Regions from separate parts of the Sus scrofa genome. Here all the other regions are linked to region 3. Evidence: chromatin contacts called from public Hi-C and HiChIP or PLAC-seq data. All regions are on one chromosome and are shown on one strand. The core of a region is the stretch at or near the end of the contact, and the rest is flanking DNA. Distances in the headings are between cores, read along the strand shown. Region 1 overlaps GALNT2 (polypeptide N-acetylgalactosaminyltransferase 2). Region 2 holds the start of GALNT2 (polypeptide N-acetylgalactosaminyltransferase 2). Region 3 overlaps GALNT2 (polypeptide N-acetylgalactosaminyltransferase 2).

What was found. A called contact is a pair of places that touch in the nucleus more often than the background predicts. HiChIP or PLAC-seq counts read pairs in DNA pulled down with a chosen protein or histone mark.
Region 1: an H3K27ac HiChIP or PLAC-seq map of alveolar macrophages shows a contact between it and region 3. The contact joins two enhancer-like sites. A contact is called at or near these places in 1 of 5 promoter capture datasets (liver), 1 of 47 Hi-C or Micro-C datasets (embryonic fibroblasts) and 1 of 2 datasets of contacts at active chromatin or transcription factors (alveolar macrophages).
Region 2: a Hi-C map of retroperitoneal adipose tissue shows a contact between it and region 3, with 1.6 times the contacts expected there. The contact joins the promoter of GALNT2 here to the enhancer-like site in region 3. A contact is called at or near these places in 1 of 5 promoter capture datasets (liver), 7 of 47 Hi-C or Micro-C datasets (alveolar macrophages, embryonic fibroblasts, liver and 4 more) and 1 of 2 datasets of contacts at active chromatin or transcription factors (alveolar macrophages).

Annotation. Positions count from the first base shown.
Region 1 is chr14:59,958,422-59,962,611 of Sscrofa11.1, forward strand. It overlaps GALNT2 (polypeptide N-acetylgalactosaminyltransferase 2), which reads right to left. Exons shown (of 16, transcript XM_001927774.6): 16 at 2,834-4,190. Among named protein-coding and RNA genes, the nearest start is that of PGBD5, 120 kb to the left of the region's middle. Within about 2 kb of position 2,525, at least 14 of the 83 cell types and tissues checked have an H3K27ac peak or open chromatin away from gene starts, as enhancers often do. A contact at or near this core is called in alveolar macrophages, where this site is marked.
Region 2 is chr14:60,140,009-60,144,617 of Sscrofa11.1, forward strand. It overlaps GALNT2 (polypeptide N-acetylgalactosaminyltransferase 2), which reads right to left and starts at 1,371. Exons shown (of 16, transcript XM_001927774.6): 1 at 1,063-1,371. The coding sequence starts at 1,188.
Region 3 is chr14:60,067,376-60,071,611 of Sscrofa11.1, forward strand. The region is part of intron 1 of GALNT2 (polypeptide N-acetylgalactosaminyltransferase 2); the gene reads right to left. Among named protein-coding and RNA genes, the nearest start is that of GALNT2, 72 kb to the right of the region's middle. Within about 2 kb of position 1,921, at least 20 of the 83 cell types and tissues checked have an H3K27ac peak or open chromatin away from gene starts, as enhancers often do. A contact at or near this core is called in alveolar macrophages, retroperitoneal adipose tissue and subcutaneous adipose tissue, where this site is marked.

The DNA.
Region 1 (4,190 bases), core at 1,275-3,774, 110 kb before region 3:
CAACTACTCTTATATAAATTTAAAAAAAGAATAATCCTCTTTGTCTCTATGCTCTTCTTACTGGGCATCCGTGACCCCTTAGCCCTGGGTCTCAGAATAAGAGGAGTCAGCCCCCCACCCCTTGCCCTTGGCCAGTGTGAGTGTGACCTAGAATTGCCTTCAGGGAGGAGGAGGCACATTGGGGGATAGCTCTATGGTCCTCTCCCATAGAACCCTGCAAGTCCAACAGCTTTCCTTCACCTCCCCGTTTCTGGTCTCTTTCAGTCCAAGCTGGTGGCATTTCTGCTGGGAGAAAACTCTCAAAAGCCTGACGATGGGTTGATGGGTCCAGGCCATGAGCAGAGGGTCTTCATCAGGTCTTAGCTGGATAAGCTCCTCTCTACTGTGGCTTCTGTGGAGACGGCTGATTGGCTCCATCAGTCACAAGCCCATCATGTCTTTAGCAAACACTGCCCAGCCTCAGTATTCTCTCCAAACATGCTTTCATATTTTTTAACCACGTGGACAGGTTGAGAATTTTCCAGCTCTTCAAGTTCAGGTTTCCTCTTCTGAGGATCTTTCCTCTTGAATGTGACGACAGGTGTCAAGTAGAAACCAGGCTGTGCCCTCCTCACTCTGTTGAGAGCCTCCTCAGCTGTCTGTCCAGGCTGAACACTTGCAGGGACTCTGCCCACAAAGCACGAGAACACAGCGCCACCAAGTTCGCTGCCACTTTCTCACAAGGACCGCCCTCCAGTTTCCAGTCTCTCCTTCCTCATTTCCATCGAGCCTTCAGCAGACCCTTAACATTCATGTATCTGCTGACACTTTGTTCCCAATGATCTGGGTGCACCTCTCAGAAAGGAGATGCTTATCAACAGCTACCCTTTTCTCTTTGAATCACCTTTAACATCCTTTTTTTTTTTCTTTTCCATTTTTGGTCGCCCCACGGCATATGGCGATCTGGGGCCAGGGATTGGATCCGAGCCACAGCTGTGACCTAAGCTGCAGCTGCTGCAATGCTAGATCCTCAACCCACTGTGCTGGGCCGGGGATCGAACCTGAGTCCCAGTGTCTCCAAGATACCACTGATCCTGTTGCACCACCTACTATCCATGTTTCTACCGACAGCTCCTTCAAGACAATCGAGGTGTTTTCTAAAATGCCCCAAACTCTTCCAGCTTCCACCCACTTAGCAGCTCTACAGCTACATCCACACTTCCTGCACCAAGGTGGGCATCCCCTTTCAGGAGCTGTCTAAGCAGAGTATACAGACTGGGGGACAGTCAACAGAAACGGGTTTTTCTCACAGTTCTGAAGGCTCAACGTTGGCGACCAAAGTGCCAGCAGGGGTGGTCCCTGCGAGGCCTCGCTGCTGGGCTTGTCCACGACCATCTCTCCACCTCCCAGTGTGCACTTCTATGTCCTGACCTCCTCTTCTAAGGACACAGTCACACTGGGTGAGGGCCCAGCCCGATGGTCTCATGCTGATGCCCCTCTTGAAGGACCGTCTCCAAGTACACTTGCATCTGAGGCCTGGGGGTGAGGAACGTTGAGGTCCTAACTTTAACGTATGAATCGGGGGTGGTGGTGGGGACCGGCAGTGAACCTCAAATAGTTTCCACTTCCAGAAAGCCAGCCCCAGGGCTTAGTGACATTGCTCTGCAGCTCTGTCCCCACACCCTTTCCCAGCAGCCCTTCAAGCCGTTGTTCCCAAGGGAAGACACATGGGCCACGTTCACCCTGTGGCTGGTGGTACAGGGCCCTGAAAACTGGGAAGCACTCAGCCAGCCAGGTCCAGCCTAGTCCTACCGGAGGGGTGAGGGGGATGGGGGAAAGCTGAGGTATCAGCTGGCCTCTGCCCTGGGTCTGGTCTAGCCTCCCTCCCTTCCTCTTCTGCAAACCCTGAGGGCCGCCAGCCTCGCCCACAGATCCCAGCCTACCACATGGGGAACGTGCCCTGGTGTGTGGCCCCCACCAGCCTCGTGTGACATGTGCCGTCACCTGTTCCTCACTGGTGGTCGGGCCTGGTTCCTCGTGCACCTTCCCCACCTCACTCCGTCTCTCCTTCCCTGGCGGGGAACTGGGCACTACATCGGCGTCTGCATCTCACACATGCGGGCAGTGACCTTTTGCTGAAAACTCAGCACCTGTGACATCTCCCCAGATCCTGTCCGTGTACCAGAAGCACACGACCGCAGTCCAGAGTGAGGACAGAGCCCTCGATGTTGCAGCCCGGTGCCAGGGTGCTAGGGAGCGGTCAGTGTTGTGTCCCCACACACCCATGGGGCTGTTCAAAGGGAGGTGTCTGTCAAGGCTGAGGATGCGGGGGGAACACCACGCCTGCCTGGGATGGGACTGGAGGAGCCAGGTAACAGGTAAATAGCAGATCGACTTAAATACTTTAAAAGCTGTGAAGACATCAGTTGCCTTAGTCCTTCCCTGGTTAGAGTGTAGACTCTGGGTCTCAGTGCCCAGGCTGACCAGGTGAATACTCAGGGGTGGTGTGACCTTGAGCAGGTTAGCCTGTGACCTTGAGCAGGCTGACAGCTGCAAGCACTAGCTTCCCCAGCCAACTGTAACACGCAGCCCTAACGCAATCGCCTAGGTTACTGTGAGAAGGGCTGGCATGCTGCCTGGAACATTAAACACTCCATGAATGATAACGGTTACTATTACAAATAAGAATTCACACCAAAAGGGCACAGTGGTAAGAGGGGAATGCATTTTAAAACTGTGATAAGACATGGTCATTGAGCAGCACCCCCTGCCAGGACAGACCATAACCACACTCCCCAAACACCAGTCACATCCATCCCATAAAGACCAACAGTGACTGCAGCCACCAGCAATGTTATCTATAAAGTATCTTCTCTTTATTTAAGTTAAACAATTTTCAAGGATGGTTTCCATCTATAAAATGGACAAAGTACAAGCTCTGTACAGCAGTTCTTTTTAAAAATCAACTGGAAAAAAAATTACCAAACTATATTTTGAATTTGCAAAACATACTCACAGATACCATCATTTTAGCTTTTATGAAGACATAAGAAAGACCAGCACAGAGAAGACAACTAACTTTGCCACGCTTTGCTCAAAGGGCTCTTAGGAAAGAATCTTTACTTGTAAAAACAGGAGTGGGAGGGTGGGGTAGTCTCGATGACTAAAAAGTAATGCAACCACAGTAAGTCACTTTGGCACACTGTGTCATGTAAACATAGCTCACCCCTGGGGGCCCTCCCAGCCCATCTCTGCTCACAACGCCCACACCCCAGCTCAGAGGCAGGGAGCTGCCCCCCCAAGGGCCTGGGAGACCCATCTCGATGGTACGAAAGTTGGTAAGACTTGGGGGGGGTAGGGGTGTGGGCGAGGATTTGTCAAGAACCTGATTAAAGTTGGTTTTACTTCAAAGCCCAATTTGTTTTCCCTCTGTGGGAAATTTTTTTTTCCTAACAGCAGTAGTACCTCACAGGTGACAGGATCTGGCCATGGGACCCTGGGGCCTGTGACTGCTTCCCACCCCACCTGCGCTCCACAGCCTCACCCAGGTACCCAGAACTCTCCCCAGGAGCTAACGTGTAGTCAGGATCAGCCTCTGAAGACAGAGGTGTGCACAGCTGATCCAGCTGTGGCCTCCCTGTTTGCTGAAAACACAGCTGGTTGGGTGGCAGGGGGCAAAAGACAGGACAAAGTCACCCAGCCACCTCCATGCTGATCCCACTGTCATCAAGGGAACACATGGGGGCTTCTGAGGTGCAGGGAGAGAGACTAACAGCACCCTCTTTCCTAGAAGAAATATGCAGGAGGAGCTGCATCAGCAGTGTCAACCTGGCAGAACCTTCTGGGGCCCGAGGATGTCCAGGCATAATGCATGTCCCACCACCAAGCCAGCCTCTTCACGACCAGGCGTGCGTGCGGGAGGGGCGGGTGAAGAAAGGAGGGCAGTGACCTCTGACCAGGGGCCCTCCTGTGGGGGCTGTGGCTGGTGACTGCTGCACGCGGGGCACCTCAGAGACAAGGAAGTGTCACGTGGGTGTTGGGCAGTGACCTGGCTCCTTCCTGTGACTGTTTAGTTCACAGCTGTCTCCTGGTTTATACCAACACATGCTTCCTAAACCACAGCTTCCTGTTTTGTGCCCTGAATCCTCAGGCGTTGTTTGGTCTCCACTTTGCCTAATTCTTGACCAAAGCCCCCGAGGCAGGCAGATTCC
Region 2 (4,609 bases), core at 121-2,620, 72 kb after region 3:
ACACTAAGTGTCACAGTATAGGGGTTACACGGTGTGGGAGCTGCTTTTAAAGCCTAGGAGCCACCAAACAACACAGGCGGCCTGTGCACAGCCCGGAGCCGCGCTCTCTGAGCAGGATCCCAGAGTCCGGGCGTCCGGGGCGCTCCACTTCCTCCCGAAGGCGCCCAGCCGTCCAGGTGGCTCGCTCGGTCCCCACAGACTTACCCCTCGGCCCTTGGAGCCTGCCCGGAACACACACAGCGACGGAGGGACCATCGCCGCAGAACGCAGGCGTCGGCCGGGAAAGGCAGGCGCCGGGGCCGCGCCGGAGGGCCGACCGAACTGGGCTGCGAGCAGGAGCCGCGAGGGGACGCGTGGGGATGGCGGCGGCCGGCCTCCCCCGGGGCGCAGGGGAGAGGAGGCCCTCCGCCTGCACCGCCGGGCAGTCCGTTCCGTCCGGCGCGCGGGGCTGGCTGCGCCCCCGCCCCCCGAGGTACCGGGCAGAGACAGAACTGCCCCCGCCTCGCGGCGACAAGAGGGAAGGCGTGGGGACGGGGTAAGGGGGAGGGGGTTTGTAGAGGCTAGTATCAAAGGGCTGAAAAGAAACTTGCACTCCTCTCTCCTAAGGTACGTGACATGTCGGAACGGGAGCCGCCTCTCCCCCCTCCTCCCACCCCCTTTTGTGTCTGGGGTAGCACCCCCGCCCCTGAACTTCCCACCACAGGGGATGGGGCTCCCCGCGGCCGGACGAGACTCAACTTAAATTACGCGGAGCAGAGAGAGGCTGGGGAGCCAAAGGAAGGCGACAGCGGCCCCAGCTCCGGGAGCTGAGCCGGGTCGCCCTCTCCCGAGCCAGGCGAGCGCAGAGGGGCCGGGGCGCACGGCCCTGGGGACTTGGCTGGGAGGCCCGGTGCGGGGGCGAGTGGCCCGGGCGGAGATCCGCGCATAGAAGGGCAGAAGGGACTGAGGGCTCCCTTGGTGCTCCGCCGCACATCCGAACGACTGGGGGGTCCGCGGCGGGGCCGGGTGCGCGTGGGCGCCAGGGATTCCGGGGGCCGGGCCGCGGACGGGTGCCCCACTCACCTTCCTGCCGGCGCCGCCGCTGGCGCCCGCGGCCAGTGCGGAGCCGCCCCCCGAGTACATGTAGTAGGCGATGCCCAGCACCCACAGGAAGGCGAAGCAGAGCAGCATCCGCGAGCGCCGCCGCATCCTCCCGACTCGGCCGCCGGCCGCGGCCGCTGCTCGCGAGTGCTGCCTGGGGCCGCGGCGGGCGCGGGCCGGGGAGGAGCGGAGGAAGGGGAAGGGCGCGGCGGCTCCTCCTCCGGCGCGGCTGGCGGCGAAGGCAGCGCGCGCCCAGCGCCCGAGCTCCGCCCCGGCCGGGAGCGCCGCGCGGCGCCCGAGCAGGAAGCGGCGGCCGCGGAGGCGGCGAGGGGGTCAGGGAGCAAAGGGCGGCCAATCGGCTGCCGCTGCGGGGCCCGGCGCGGGCTGAGGAGGGTATTAACGCGTCTCCATGGCGGCGGCACGCCGGCCCTGCGGGGAGGGCCTCCGCGGCGCCCGCCCCGCCGCTCCCCTCCACCCCCGTGAGTGACAGGTGGCTGCTTGGGCCCCGGGGGGCGCGCGCACACGTGCGCACACACACATGCACCCGCACAAGGGACCGCAGGTCGCCGCCGCCTCGCTCCGCCGCGGAGAGGACCACCTCTGGGTCACCGCAGACCCCGGCAGGCTCGCTCTTACAGGCCGACGACCTGAATTTTTTTGGTGCAAACCCCCTTCCTGAACCAGACTGGGCGGCTGCTCGCTGCAGTTTTCTTACTAATCTTGCAGCAAAACATCCCTGATCCCCAGGTGTCCATTTATTTATTTAGGCAGAGGTGGGGGCCTAGGGGTAGAAACCGAGAGGTGATTCTCAAGGGAACATTTTTCCAGGGATGAACAGAGCGGTTAATAGCAAGGTTTCCTTTTTTGCCTTTAAGTAAACACGAAATGAGGAAGAAAGAAGGCAATATGTATTTTTAAAAGCTTTTCTTTGGGATTGGTTGCTGTCTTAAGAGAAAAGAGGCAGCACAGGAAACAGCTTTAAAGACGCAAGACAAATCTGTCTTGTAATAGAATCTGTGTAACCTTGATGATGCCCTTTAAGAGCAAAGTTTTCAGTGTTTTGTGGAAAGAAAGAAATGTTACTTAGCACTTGATATTTTAAAAAGGATCAGGGAGCTGCCCAGTCTGGGGGATAAAGCAGCAGCTGCCTGAATCTGAAACTACTCACATCCTCAACAAACACAAAGACAAATAAACAAACAAGCCTTTAGCACCACTAGGAGAGTGAATGCCATGAACCGAACTTAAAATTACTTCTTAAGTAGGAGAGAAAAAAAAAGACAGCAAATTCCAACAGAGTTCCCTCCACTGTTGTCAAGGACTCAAGGGAAACCCAGGCTTAAATCCTGTGAAGAGCAAGTCCAACACCAAGAACCAAACACTGAACACAGGTTGGGTACTTGACCGAAAAGGGGAAGAGGTTTGAAAGACAATAGGACAGGAGGTAGCAGCCTTGAAGAAGCCTTGCTTCTGGGAACGGTCCAGTAAACAGAAACAGGGCAATAGCCTTTGGAGGTCTGGCGGCAAAGAGAAAGAAGGACGTAAAAAAGGACGATTAAAGATCCCGCAGAAAAAGGAATTCCCATCGTGGCACAGTGGAAACAAATCCAACTAGGAACCATGAGGTGGCGGATTCAATTCGTGGCCTCACTCAGTGGGTTAAGGATCCAGCGTTGCTGTGAGCTGTGGTATAGGTCACAGATGCAGCTCGGATCCTGCATTGCTGTGGCTCTGGAGTAGGCTGGCATTGGATTGGATCCCCTAGCCTGGGAACCTCCATATGCCACAGGTGCGGCCCTAAAGAGACAAAAAAGACAAAAAAAAAGATCCTGTAGAAATAAAAGACGACCAATCCCTCCATCAACTGTGATTCTCTCTTAAGAACTGGGCTTCAATGTACAGGGAGGAGAGAACATTCTAGAACTGTGAACCTGTGTCACAATGCCTCCTAGCACTAAAACATCAGAATAACTGCAAACAAAATGACCACAAAAAGAAAAAAATTAATCACATTCCTTCTGAAGAGAAGATGAACCATAATATTTCTGCTGATGAAAACTCCTCTGACAATATAACCACAAAAGAGAGGAAAAATTTAACAGCGTGTGTCAAACTCTTAAGCTGAACAAAAAAATCATGTGTTGGGATATACACAGACACACATAATCAGAATCAAAATTCAAAAACTCAGACAAAATTTGGGAAGAAGTACAGCAAGAGTTGCTCACATTCAGGAAAGAAATTGAAAATAAAGACAAAGCTATCCTGGAAACAAACAGAAAAATTATAAGATGCCAAGGAAGAATATATCAAATACAAATATGCAAAAGGACCCCCAGAAATGGCAAGAAAATAACCAAGAAATTGAAAATAAGATAAAGAAGTAAAAAAAAACTTTCACAGCTAAGGTGATTGAAATGAAAGCCAGGAAAGAAGCAAAATGCATGTCACTGGAGTCACTAAAGTAGAAACACTGAACAGTGAACGAAATTAATATTCACACCAGCATCCCAGGTGTAATGTACAGCATGATGACTGTGGTGTGTATTTTTGCAGTGTGTATGTTTGAACGTTGTTAACAAGAGTATGTCTTAATGAGTTCTCATCACAAGGAAAAAACATTTTTTTTCTTTCCTTTTTGTCTCTAAATAAGTTGATGGATACTAACTAAACAAAAACATTGTGATGCTCCTTTCACAGTATATGAACGTCAATTCTGCTGTGCACAGTGCTATACGTCAGTCATATCTCAATAAATCTGGAGAAAAAACTATAATCCCAGAAAATAAAAAAAAATTATACATCAAAAGTACTTTCCATGTACCCTGGAAAACACTTTTGGAGGGGAATAATCAACTCTAAAACATATCTAAGTAAAACTACTAGATTGTAGAGTCAAAAAGATCCAACTACTTGTAAAGATAAAAATTTAGGTTGGCAACACACAAAGCAAGGCAACAATGGAGCAGTATTTACAAGACACTCAAGGGAAGAAAGTACCAGCCAAGGATTTTTGTGTCCAGCCTTCCAGGATCGAGGCTATGACGAATGAGAAATGAATGCAAAAATTTGGGAAGCATATGTGCCTTTCCTGGAGAATGAGCTTCCCCAAATAAGAGGGAACTGAGGAAACCACCAAATGAAGACTGGAGAGCATTTGGGTATTTAATTATAGAAGATTAGATTGTACCCATTACACTTTTTAATATAGTAGAAGAGGTGTGATTAAAAACAACTGAAGTGAGAGAGCAAAGGGGAAACAGTCATATAACTGACTGCTAAATAGGTAATAGATGGTAGTCAAGTGATACCCTACAAAATCGAACAGATGACAAATTGGTTAAGGAAAAAAATAATTAAGCTAATATAAAAATATAATAACTTGAAGTTCCTACTGTGGTGCAGTGGGTAAAGAATCCAACTGCAACAGCTGGAGTTGCTGTGGAGGTGCAGGTTCTATCCACTGCCTAGCACACTGGGTAATGGAAGGATCCAGCATTGCTGCAGCTGTGGCTCAGGTTACAGCTGT
Region 3 (4,236 bases), core at 671-3,170:
GAGTATTAAATTTTACTCACAGCAGTGGACAAAAATCCCTAGGGCACGAAAGATGGGGGTGATTTTCCAAAACCAGAGCCAGGAAGAAGGTAACACAACAGTTAACGGGAGGAAGCCGGAGCCTGAGAAGGTGAGCAAGGTGGTCAAGTCCTGTCCTGCTGATGCACCTTGGAGCCAGCGACCAGGAACCAGGAGACGTGGGGATGGGCGGCACAGTGAGGAGAAGTGGATTTCAGGGGCATTGGGAGGGTGGGGCGGTGGGGGTGGAGAACCGAGGCTGGGGAGGAGGTGGCATTCACCCTGTCCTATAAGACAAAGGAGAGGATGGGTCACAGCAGGATTAATCAACTGGTTCCCTCGGAGCCTCTCCTTTCATTCCTCTCCAGGCTTTGCACCAGTAGCCCGGGGCTTCGAAAACTTTTGTGCCAAAAGCCGCAGGAAGAAATAAACTGGCTGTAGAGAAGCAGCACACAACTCATATCATAAATGTATATATAATACATATACATAGACACACATATGCACACACACACATATGTGACAAGTTCCATAAAATACTCTCTACGTTTACATGTGGGATGTGCTGATATCTTCTCTGGTCTATTTTTTTCTTTGAAATACTGGTGCTGTCCTCTCAAGTTTCATCATCTACTTAGTAGGCTGAGATTTAGAGTTTGAGAGCCTTGCCCTCATCTTCACAAGAGTCGTGTCCAAGGTTCCAGCCTGTCCATTTGCACACTGTTAAGTCTACCCCAAGGCAAAGAGGTCGAAGAAGCCTCCAGGCCCACCGGTCTGAGCCCTCGGAGTCCACGGGCAGCTGCGACCCCTCCCCGCTGTGGAAAGTAACATAACATCTTTTCTATCAAAGGAAATCTTGGTTACTCCATTTTGCTCCGGTTTCGGCTCAAACGCCCCCTGCGACCCCCTTCCTCTTTACCTCTTTTCCCAGCAACAATCTGTTTCAATCAGCCAACAGGGAAGAATGTGCACCCTGACCTGACCCATGGGAAGGGGACAGGTACATCACCTGCGTTAGGGATAAATAGGGGAGGGTCCTTTGTTCGGCGCACGTGCTGTTTGGACACCTGTGCCCTTCTGCAGAAGTAAAGAGCCTTGTCGGGATTTCTCCTTGTCTACGTGTCTCACTTTCCGACACTGGCAACCCGAGCCAGCATTATCTTAATTTCCAACACCCTCAAGCCGTGCAGCCCCTCCCCAGGCCTGCCTACTAGGATATCACAGGCAGGGGGGTGGGGGGAGGTGGGGGCGTGGGGGGGAGGCAGAGTCTGAGCTAACTAGAGAACAGGAAGTCCTCCTCCCAGCCTGTGCTGGGCAGGACCGGGGGTCAGGATCTGAGTGCTTTATTGAGGAAACACAGGCCCTACATCATCTCCTCTATGGCATCCTGTGCTCTAAGGGCAGCTCACATTTCTGGCAGGGCCGGAACCTCTGGCTTCCTGGCAGCACCCTGATTGATATTAGACCCTGTATCACCTTTATCCTCCCCCTGGTCTGGATCTAAACATGCAGCCCTGAGCTTGAATGGAAACAGCAGTCAAAGTAAAAGACGAAGGTTCTACCAGGTGACCGCCCCCCCCACCGCACCCCCAGCCTGTGCTCTGTCCCGCAGGCTATGCTGGTTGTAGGGGATGGGAAGAGCCAAGAGAGACGACAAAGGAAGCCGTGGTGACCATCAACCGCCCTGTGATCATTATGCTGACAAAGAACCAAGTCCAGTCCGGGAGGCCACACAAAATCTTGATTGTATTTCTGAACAAGAAAGAGTATAAGGTTCCAGGGAGCCACTCAGGTCGGGGAGCTTAAGTAGCAAAGAGCTGCATGGACATCACACGAAGGCCTCCACACCCACCCTCCCCATGCATCCAGCCCAGCCCTCAGAGCTGTGGGCGGTGGCCCAGCCCGAGGTCCCGTGACTTGTTTCGCAGCCACAAGGACTGACTCCACAGGGAAGGACAAGCTGAGAAGGATTCCTCTGGGAGAAGGGCGGCTCCCTGCCTCCCGCCACCTTGAAAAGGCAAGGGGAGCCCACACAGTCCCTGGTGGGCGGCCAGACACCGCAGCTGCTCATCAGAGGCGTCCAGACAGAACTGTGGAGCTTATAGAATCCACACAAGACAGAGCAAAAGAGCTCGAGAAGGACTCTGAAACTCTGTGAAGGGAAAAGGCATCCTTGTCAAAAAGGTCACACCACCCAGGAGACAAGACTTCCACTTTCAGAATAAGACGCATGTCCCCTCCCAACACGATCTCAGATCTCAACGTGGAGCCACTCACTTTTCTGCTGACAGAAACGAAGACCGGGGGCAGAGGAAGCGGAGCTGTTGTTTTAGTAAATCTTAAAGCAGTTTTCAGGAATAGGATCAAAAGTTCAAAAAAAAAGACGTTTGTTTTATCCAAACCCAAGTTTCAAACATACCCCCTTGGGAGATGTATGAAACACTGTCGGGAGTAACAGGGGCTCCGAGGTGGGTGGCCACCCAGTCACCTCCCCACCCCCACCCTCACCCTGGGGGCTGTCACTCTACATTGTGGCAGGATCAGAGAAGATGCGTGACGCCTCCAGAGAAGCTCTGCGGAGCTGGTCCAGCAACCCGCCTGGGAGGTCCATCTCCAGGAAGGAAGGTCCCCTGAAGTGGGCCTGGCCAGAGGGCAGGTTTGGGGGGTCTCCATCCCGCCGCCCTATTATACAACTGAACAGTGCATGGCTACAATTTCCCTCCCTGGACACAGAATTATTCAATACATCTGCCTGTTCATATTTACACGGCTGAGACGTAAAACAACAAAACCTAAACTAAGCCTGCCACCCACCTCATTAAGCCAAGCAAGGCAGCACGCTGTGGTAGGACACACAAACACACACACACAGTGACACATACACACACTGACATAATGACACACACACAAGTGGTTTCTTCAATCCTCTTAATGCAAGGGTCCTCGACCTCTTGCTGAGTCCCCTGCACCAAAGGGGTCCAGTGTAACCCCCCAGAGTCACTGGGAGGAGGGGGATCACCTCCCCCAGCAGCCAGCCCAGCATCATCGCAGCAACCTGGGGCTCAAACCACTAACCGCACGCACAGTGGGCAGTAGCCCACAAGACAGCACCCTGTAAGGTGGCAACCAGGCGGCCACAATGACCAATACTCCTGCACCCTAAGTGGCCCCACACTGCCCCCCCAACCCCAGGCGAGACAAGGTCCAATCAAAGAGCTGCAGCTGTGTTTGTAACCAGGGGACGGAGAATCAGACACGGAGGCCCTGTGAGAGGCAGGGCCCTGTCTCTAGGACCAGGCATCTGGCCACATCTGCAGCAAGGAGGGCAGGCAGAGGGCAGCATGCCTGTGCTGAGGGAGGAGCTTGTCCAGACTGTGAGAGGGAGGAAGGGGCAGGGGCTGGGGGCAGGTGGGGAGGGTGCTGCAAAGCAAGCTCCCACTGAGAATGTGAACTTGGCCCTGGTCTGAGAATTTAAAAGGGACAGGAAGGAAGCTGTGGCCAGGGCAGTAGACCAGTGCAGAACAAGCCTCAGACCACGGCCGGCCCAGCACCACCAGCTCTCCAGCCATTTCTGCCTGAGTCCTGGACCCGCAAAGGGAGCACAGAGGCCAAACCACACCTTCTCCCTGAAGCAGGTGGTTTTCTGGGAGCTGTGCTCACCATAATGAATGCTTTTAATAAAACGAGGGCATTGTATCCCATGGTCAGTTAAACTAGGAAAAGAGAGAGAAAGGGTTTGGGTGTGTTCATTTTAGTTGCCATATTTATTGGTCCAGTGGCGACATTCCAGAAAGAGTACAAAGCCATTCCTCTAAACTGAGGATGGAGTCCAATCTCAGAACATGAAGTGGGATCCGTTCTACCGCCTCCCGACTCAGTGAGGTCCCCACCCACCCAGCTGTTGGGACTCTGCCTCCTATTTTGTCTGCTCTGGCCCTTCCTTCCTCCCAGTGCTCAGGTCACGGTGAAGGCCCAGCCTTCTCACCTAGACCCTGCAGGACCCTCCCAATCGCCCACCTGCCCTAGACTGGCTTCCCTGACCCCCTCCTGCACGGCGCTGCCCAGGGGACACAGCACAGATCATCCCTCCCCAGAGCCCCACACGGTTCTCACCTCCCCCTGCTCACCAGGTTCTCACCTCCCCTGCTCACCAGGTTCTCAACTCCCCCTGCTCACCAGGTTCTCATCTCGCCCTGCTCACCAGGTTCTCACCTCCCC